Linked DNA regions of Mus musculus: regions 1 and 2 are each linked to region 3. A link is a contact called in public ChIA-PET and promoter capture Hi-C data. All regions are on one chromosome and are shown on one strand. The core of a region is the stretch at or near the end of the contact, and the rest is flanking DNA. Distances in the headings are between cores, read along the strand shown. Region 1 overlaps Epb41l1 (erythrocyte membrane protein band 4.1 like 1). Region 2 overlaps Trpc4ap (transient receptor potential cation channel, subfamily C, member 4 associated protein). Region 3 overlaps Cep250 (centrosomal protein 250).

Region 1 (2,700 bases), core at 12-2,511, 460 kb after region 3:
GTCCTGCTGAGCTTCATCACTGAGCACAGTGGAGTTTCATGTTCTGTTGGTCCTAGAATTGCACATCCATTGTCCAGGCAGGGATCAGGGAACCCAGCGTCAGGACGAATGAGATTTGTTCAACTTTCTGGAAGGAAAATTATTTTTCTTTCTTTTTACTTTTCTTCCTTTTTATTTTACTTTTCTTTCTTTCTCTTTTTACCTCTCTCTCTCTCTTTCTTTTTTCTTCTTTTGTTTTTTTCAAGACAGGGTTTCTCTGTGTAGCCCTAGCTGTCCTGGAACTCACTCTGTAGACCAGGCTGGCCCCGAACTCAGAAATCCGCCTGCCTCTGCCTCCCAAGTGGTGGGATTAAATGCGTGCGCCACCACCGCCCGTCACTTTTCTTTCTTTCCTTTTTACATTTCTTTCCTTTCCTTTCCTTTTCTTTTTTTTTTTTTTTTTTTTTGGGTTTTCGAGACAGGGTTTCTCTGTATAGCCCCGGCTGTCCTGGAACTCACTCTGTAGACCAGGCTGGCCTCGAACTCAAGAGATCCACCTGCCTCTGCCTCCCGAGTGCTGGGATTAAAGGCGTGCGCCACCACACCCGGCTCCTTTTCTTTTTTAAAGACAGGTTTTTAAGGGAAATAATCATTGGAAATAAACCTCAAAGAATCTCAACAGACACAATAACTAAGTGGGTTGTAGCCCCTATTGAAGTTGAGGGAAGGCAGAGACTGTAGTTGGCTAACTCTTCAGTCCCGACAATACCACAGAGCTTTCTTTGGTTTTGGTTTGACACTTTGAAAACCGCTGGCTGAGTTAGGCACAGGGACACATGCCTCTAATCCTAGCACTAAGAATACCAAGGGGATATCCCAGGCCAATGTAGGTTACACAACCAGGCCCTGGTTCACAACAGCAAGATAAGACAAGACAAATAAACAAACAGGAAAGAGAAAACAAAAAATACTACTGGTTCACAGCAGGGTAAGGTTACAGAAAGGGCAAAAGCCAGTGACCAACATTGATTGGGAAATTGCAAAGTCATAGTGGGGTTGTTAGTTAAACAGGCCTGCCAGGGCTGTAACGTTACCCTAGAATCTTCTGGTTTAGTTTTGGATAGATGTGGGGTACCTCTGTGTATGTGTGTGTGTGTGTGTGTGTGTGTGTGTGTGTGTGTGTGTGAGAGAGAGAGAGAGAGAGAGCATGCACATGTGCACATGTGCGGTCAGGGGCTGTGGGGGAGGGGCTGGCCGTGGTGTTGAGCCCGGCTGGCCCAGGTAGAATGAATGGCTAACAGAGCTGGCGTGTGTTATCCCTGAGTAGTGGGGGCAGGGGTGGCTTTAACTCCATGTAAGAGGAGCGATTTGGCTCCTTCCTGCCAGCACTCGGGCCCCACGGAGATATCTGGGCAGGAAGCACTGGGAACAAGGAATTCTCTGTCCACAGCCAGCGAGCAGCCAGGACAGGGAGGTGGTTTAGGAGTCCTCCCCGGAGGGGGTCTGCCCAGCAGTTCCCTGACATTTGGGCAAGCTCCTGTGTGCATGGGGAGGTGGGGGCACAGTAAGGGGAGGCAGAGATCTCTGCTCAAGCATTTATTCCTCACGTTCAAGCCTTCCCAGGGGCAGGCTCAGAAGCAAGCAGCTCTGCAGGGCTCAGGGTGGAGAAAGAAGAGACCATAGGTATCAGTCGCCATTAGTTTACTGAGGGAGCAGGGAACATGAGAGGGATTGTTACAGGTCGCCTGCCTCAGTGGAGGCCACAGGCCCACAAGAAAGTATCTTACTCTGAGGCTGTGGCCCCGTCACTTTCTTCCTCTGGGTCTCTGCTCCACAATGCTTAGAGTGTGGATAAGCGCATCAGACCGCCTGAAGTTGTTCCCAGACGGACAGGCTGGACCCAGATACACAGGAACGATTTCCACAATGGAGGTTGCAGGCCTGCTCTTGGTTGACCGGGGACAGATCATAGGCCAGAAGGATGAAGAATCAGGCTAACTCGCCATAAACTCACTGAGGCTGTCCTGTACCTCAGTTTAGTTGTCCAAACATAAAGAATGGACTGTTTTTCTTCTAGGGTCTGTCAAGAGAAAGACTCTTTAAAAAAAATTATTTATTTATTTTATGTATATGTACACTGTATCTGTCTTCACACACACCAGAAGAGGGCATTGGATCCCATTACAGATGGTTGTGAGCCACCATATGATGCTGGGAATTGAACTCAGGACCTCTGGAAGAGCAGTCAGTGTGCTCTTAACTGCTGAGCCATCTCTCCAGCCCAAGAGAAAGGCTCTTCATTGGTCTCATCCTTGTAAGACAGGGATATTCTGAATTGTTCAGGTACCTGCCCATGTGTCTACTGGAGGGGTGACACTGCCTCCAGACCAAGGTGATGGTGACTGCTGGACAGGCACCCCTGGAAAACAATAGGTTTTTTTTTTTTTTTTTTGATTCCTGGTTATAGAAAAATGAACAGTTCATAGTCTCGAAGGGGGGGGGCAAAAGTGCCCCTCTTTTGTGTTGGTCATAGAAATGCCAACAGTAATAACAGCAGCTTAATGACTAAATTGCCCTCTGCATGTAACCCTGAGCTAGCCACTCTCCTTTCCCAGCTTTACTTCCTATAGCAAATGATGTAACGATGGCATCTCCTCTACTCATCTGTTGGAATAATTAAATGAGGGACCATGTCCAGCAGAAATCCTTGAAGAACGCAGG
Region 2 (2,700 bases), core at 28-2,527, 300 kb before region 3:
AACAGTATCAATTAAAGGTCTATGAGTATGGTCTACAAAGTGAGTTCCAGGACAGCCAGGGCTATACAGAGAAACCCTGTCTCGAAAAACAAAACAAAACAAAAAAGTCTATGAGTAAAATATAGTAATATATATGTCAGTGTTATAAGAGGAGAAAAAAGCCAACTATATGTTGTCCAAGAAAACCCCTTTCATGACTAGAGAGATGGCTCATGGTTAGGTGCCTGTACCACTCTTGCAGAAGACCCAAGTTCAATTCCCAGCACCAATATCAGGCAACTTACAACCACCACTAACTCTAGTTCCAGGGGGTTCTACTGCTCTGGCCTCCTCCAGTGCCTGCTTTATATGTACACACCCAACACAAACTTATACAAATACTCCTAAGCAAAATAATAAAATACATCTTTTTTTAAAAAGAACTACTTTAAATATGACATTATGTATCGGTTAAAAGTATAGGGACAGAGTCCCACATGGTAGCACATATCTGTAAACCCATTACTTCAGAGGTAGAGGCAGAAAGGTCAGGAGAAGTTCAAGGCCAGCCTCAGTTACCTAGTGAGTTCAATGCTAGTGAGGGCTACAGGAGACTCTGTCTCAAAACAACAATAAACAGGAATGCAGAGAGAAACTCAATGACTAAACACTTACTCATCTTCTAGAGGCCCTAAGTTTGGTTCCCAGCACACGTAAGGCAGATCACAACCATCTGATGCCCTCTTCTGACTTCCATGGGCACCATGCATGCAGGTAGTACACAAACACACACACACACACACACACACACACACACACACATATGTACAAACAAAACATTCATACACATAAGATAGATCTTTAAAAAACAATAAAGTAAAAGGCATGGAGAAAAAGAAGTCATGTTAACACTAAAAGAAAGCTTAAAGAGTAGTATGACGTTTCAGACAACAGTTCAGAAAAGGGAGAACTGTTAGGAATAAAGAAGGCCATGACAGAATGTTAAGGGGCCAACTCTCTAAGATGACATGGTAGTTCTTAACATATGTGTACTGAACAGTAGCTTACCAAAATATAGGAAGCAAAACCTCGAAGAACTACCAAAAGAAACTGATGAATTTTTGAACTTCATGAATCCTCAACAAGACAGAAAATCAGTAAGGACAAGGTTGACATTATTGCCACCATCAATTAACTAGGTCTGACATTTGCAACTTCTTTAATCTAACAACAGAGGAACACATACTATTCTCAAAGTCACATGAACAACCCACATCCTTGGCCACAAAGCACACCTTGGCAAGTTCCAAAAGTAGCAGCTGGCTCTTCCTGTAAGCAGTCAGAGGTCACCTGTAAAGATGGTTGCTACTCTCTTGACCCAGAAAACCTCACAAAATCATGCAAATCAAGAGGTTCAAACCTCCGTGTTCACTTTTAAAACACCCGGGAAGCTGCCCAGGCCATCAAGGGTAAGCATATCCACAAAGCCAACACACGTCTGAAGGATGTCACTTGAATGAAACTGTGTGTGCCAGTATAATGGTGAAGTCAGTGTGTGTGCCCAGGCCAAAGTGCTGAATTTCTGCTGCACATGCTTAAACTGCAGAAAGAAACGCTGAGCTTGGGTTTAGATGTAGATTGTCTGCTCATCGAACATATCCAGGTGAACAAGAAAGTCACCTAAAATGCGCCAAGACACCCACAGAGCTCATGGCCAGATTAACCCATCCATGAGCTCCCCCTGCCACAGTGAGATGATCCTCACTGAGAAGGAACAGATTGTTCCAAAGCCAAAAGAGGAGTTTGCACGGAAGAAAAAAAATATCCAAAAAGAAACTGAAGAAACAAAAACGCATGGCACTGGAATAAATTTGGCATAAAATAAATGCAGACAAAAGTAAAAAAAAAAAAAAGTAGCAACTGTAGGCAACTATATAAAGTGTTCTCAAACCACCATGTACTGTGTCTAGAAGCCACAAACAATGAAGAGAACAGTTGAACAGTCTAAGGTATTTGGAGATGAAACAACCATTCTAAATAACTGAGTCAAATGAGCCTGAAGAGAATGTAAAAATATTCTGAGCTAAATGAAAGATAAATTATCAAAGTTTGTAAGTATGGCAAAATCTGTACTAAACACATGTGTTAGGAAAGAAGAAACAGCTCTAGTCCACAGCCTGAGCTCCTACCGTAACACGTCAAAGAAAGAAGGGAACAACTTAAGTCTAGAGCAAGCAGAGGAGAGAGAGAGAGAGAAATGAAACGAGAGCAGAACAGTGGATTCAAGCTGACTTTTGCAACCTCGGGCACTTGCTGGCTGAGGTCAAACCACAGACCTGAGCTTGACACCAGCCTGAGGACTGACTGAACAAAACATGGTCTCAAAAGGACCTCCCCCAAAGACAAAAAGAAAGGAGAAAAAGAAAAAAAGGAACGATTAAATTACAAAAACAGGAAATCTGTACAGAAAAAAAATTAATTAAAAATTGAATCTATAAAGAAAAATAGAATCAATAAACTCTAGCCTGGCTAATTAACCAAGAAAAAGGATACAAATTACTAATGCTGGAAATACATGGGGGTCATTATTACTGATCCCAGGGACATTAACAACAAAGTAATTCTGTGAACAACTCTATGACCAAACTTTTATTAAATTAACTGGACCAGTCTTTGAATGGCACAATCAAGAGTCACGGGAGGAGAAGAGAAAATGTTGAC
Region 3 (2,700 bases), core at 25-2,524:
ATGAGCAAATTTTTGGCTGCTTTCTTGTCAGCAAACTCACTGTAAAACATGATCAAGGGGCTAGAGAGATCCATGGTTAGAGAGTCTGCTCTTCAGAGGACCTGAGTTGGTCCCTAGTAACCACCTCAGGTGATTCCCAGTTGCCTCTAAAGCCTTCCTCTGGCCTCTGTGCCCATACATACATATATGCCACACATATACACATAAATAAAAATAAATATTCAAAAACAAAATAATCAAAAGTCTTAAGTTGATTCTCTCCCTCCAGTGTGGGTTCTGGAGCTGGGCCTCAGGTCTGCAAACTGACATAGCAGCTGCTTCTACTTTCTGCACCGTCTCACTGCCCAGGACGTGGCACTTTCAATAGCAAAATATTCTGCTCATAGCTAACCAGCACTGATAGACTATTTCTTCCTGTTTTGACATCACAAATTTAGCTCTCTGGTGGCCATACATTTAGACAGAGCGAACAACTTAATTTTGTTATTTTTATAGTTGGCTTTTTGACCCTGAAGGTTTGGTGTTTATGATGGTTGTGCAGTTGACATTATTTTATTTTATTTTTTGGTTTTGTTTTTTTGAGACAAGGTTTCTCTGTGTAGCCCTGGCTGTCCTAGAACTTACTCTTTAGACCAAGCTGGCCTCAAACTCAGATCCACCTTGCCTCTGCCTCCCAAGTACTAGGATTAAAGGAGTGCACCACCACTTCCAGTTTATATATTATTTTTTAAAAATAATCTTTTAAAAAAATATTAAATGACCTTTAAATTTTAGTGAGACAGGGATTTAAACTTCCCTGAGAAATGAGTCACCAGGCTTAAAGCAGTGCCCATGTCACAGTGAGACAGTGAAGAGATTCTAAGTCCAGACAAGCTCCCCGTCTCCTCTCTCACTCACTGGCTTTAACAGTATGGGTTCCTTTACATGATCAGGAGAAAGAGCGCTCCTGGCTGCAGCAGGAGCTGGATAAGACCCTGGAAACCCTCGAGAGGGAGAGAGCAGAGCTGGAGACAAAGCTGAGAGAGCAGCAGACAGAAATGGAAGCCATCCGTGCACAGAGGGAAGAGGAACGAAGCCAGGCTGACAGCGCCCTGTATCAAGTAAGCATCCTCGAGCTTTATATCCTCATGATGTTTGCATGCCCGGTCTCTTCCCCTCTTACTTTTCCATTCCTAAGAACAGGGCTCAGGAGGGGCTTCCTGAAGAGTGTAGCTACTGCCCTGCTGCCTGTGAGGAGACTAACATGCAGTTAGCTGCAAGCAGGCAGTGTGTCATACTTCCCGAGGGAGGGCCAGCATTGACCACATCCTGTCAGCTTATGAGCCGGTGGCAGTCTTTGCACTTCCTGGTTCTAAGTTAATGGTCCGAGACTTTCCCTTGCCCTCAGCCCCTCATCCTGTTGTTGGAAGACCTTGGAGCAGATGAGATGTGCTTATGGCCTCCTGGGTGAACATGATAATCCAGAGCCATGAAGCCCTTGCCCTTCCTGCCCTTCCCCAGATGCAGCTAGAAACAGAGAAGGAGAGAGTATCCCTCCTGGAGACACTGCTGAGGACCCAGAAGGAGCTGGCAGATGCTAGTCAACAGCTGGAAAGGCTGAGACAGGACATGAAGATTCAGAAGTTAAAGGAACAGGTATGGCGATGGCCCTGTGCCTGATCCTTCTGCTTCTACCACCTAGTGTGGACCATAACACCTCATTTAAAGTATTGTTAGGGATTGAACTGTGGGGCTTCAGTGCTAGAAGGAGGCAGTTTTTAATTACCTTTAAATTACATCTGTTTGTTTATTCTGTGTGCATGTGCATGCATGTACATATGGCATGACATGCCTATGGAATTCCCATGGTAGAGTTGGCTCTTTCCTTCTGCCAGCTGGGACCCTGGATTGACTTCGGGTCATCACACTTGGCAGCAGAACCTTCCCAGCTAAGGGTAGTTTTGAAGGACATGTTAGGCACAGGATTCCATTGTCAGAGGGCCCTGAAACAGACAGACAGAGGCTTAGGAAATATGGGGTAAAAGGAGGTACATGGCTCTAGTGTGATAAACTTGGGGTCAGTACAGAAGAGAGGAGAGAAGGAAAGGACCCCTCCTTAGCCATGGGAGCTTGGGGTTTGTTTAGAGGCCAGTGGAAAACTGGTGACTGATATTTTAAGTGTAAGAGAGATGCATGATTTTTTTATATTTATTTATTTTATGTATATGAGTACACTGTAGCTGTCTTCAGACACACCAGAAAATGGCATTGGATCCCATAACAGATGGTTGTGACCCACCATGGGGTTGCTGGAAATTGAACTCTGGACCTCTGGAAGAGCAGACAGTGCTCTTAACCTCTGAGCCATCTCTCCAGTCCCAGATTTATTTATTTTTATGTTATGTGTATGAATGTCTTGCCTGCATGTATGTATATATACCATGTTCAGGCCTGGTACCTGCAGAGGCCAGAAGATGTCAGAGCCCCTGGAACTGGAGTTAGTGAAGTTTTGAGTCACCATATGGTTTCTGGGAACTGAACCTGGGTATTCTGCAAGAGCAAAGAGCAGCCAGTGCTCTTAACCACCAACCATTTCCCTAGCCCCTCATGCATGATTTTATATATTCTTGTTTACGTTTTTTTTAAATTATTGTTATCTTTTGGTGGTTCTGGGGATCAAACCTGGATATGTTAGGCAAATGTTCAACTACTAAATTACAA

The links. ChIA-PET counts read pairs in DNA pulled down with a chosen protein or histone mark. Capture Hi-C pulls out chosen DNA fragments and counts their contacts.
Region 1: a contact with region 3 is called in a promoter capture Hi-C map of adipose tissue. The contact joins two enhancer-like sites. A contact is called at or near these places in 1 of 115 datasets of contacts at active chromatin or transcription factors (pancreatic cancer cells) and 1 of 9 other capture datasets (adipose tissue).
Region 2: an RNA polymerase II ChIA-PET map of memory CD8 T cells shows a contact between it and region 3, with 45 read pairs. The contact joins two enhancer-like sites. A contact is called at or near these places in 2 of 115 datasets of contacts at active chromatin or transcription factors (memory CD8 T cells and pancreatic cancer cells).

Annotation. Positions count from the first base shown.
Region 1 is chr2:156,438,905-156,441,604 of GRCm38.p6, forward strand. All of the region lies in intron 2 of Epb41l1 (erythrocyte membrane protein band 4.1 like 1), which reads left to right. Among named protein-coding and RNA genes, the nearest start is that of Epb41l1, 19 kb to the left of the region's middle. Within about 2 kb of position 1,262, at least 76 of the 459 cell types and tissues checked have an H3K27ac peak or open chromatin away from gene starts, as enhancers often do. A contact at or near this core is called in adipose tissue, where this site is marked.
Region 2 is chr2:155,678,519-155,681,218 of GRCm38.p6, forward strand. The region is part of intron 1 of Trpc4ap (transient receptor potential cation channel, subfamily C, member 4 associated protein); the gene reads right to left. Among named protein-coding and RNA genes, the nearest start is that of Trpc4ap, 13 kb to the right of the region's middle. Within about 2 kb of position 1,278, at least 39 of the 459 cell types and tissues checked have an H3K27ac peak or open chromatin away from gene starts, as enhancers often do. A contact at or near this core is called in memory CD8 T cells, where this site is marked.
Region 3 is chr2:155,978,212-155,980,911 of GRCm38.p6, forward strand. It overlaps Cep250 (centrosomal protein 250), which reads left to right. Exons shown (of 33, transcript NM_001130000.1): 19 at 933-1,100; 20 at 1,501-1,635. Among named protein-coding and RNA genes, the nearest start is that of Cep250, 23 kb to the left of the region's middle. Within about 2 kb of position 1,275, at least 188 of the 459 cell types and tissues checked have an H3K27ac peak or open chromatin away from gene starts, as enhancers often do. A contact at or near this core is called in adipose tissue and memory CD8 T cells, where this site is marked.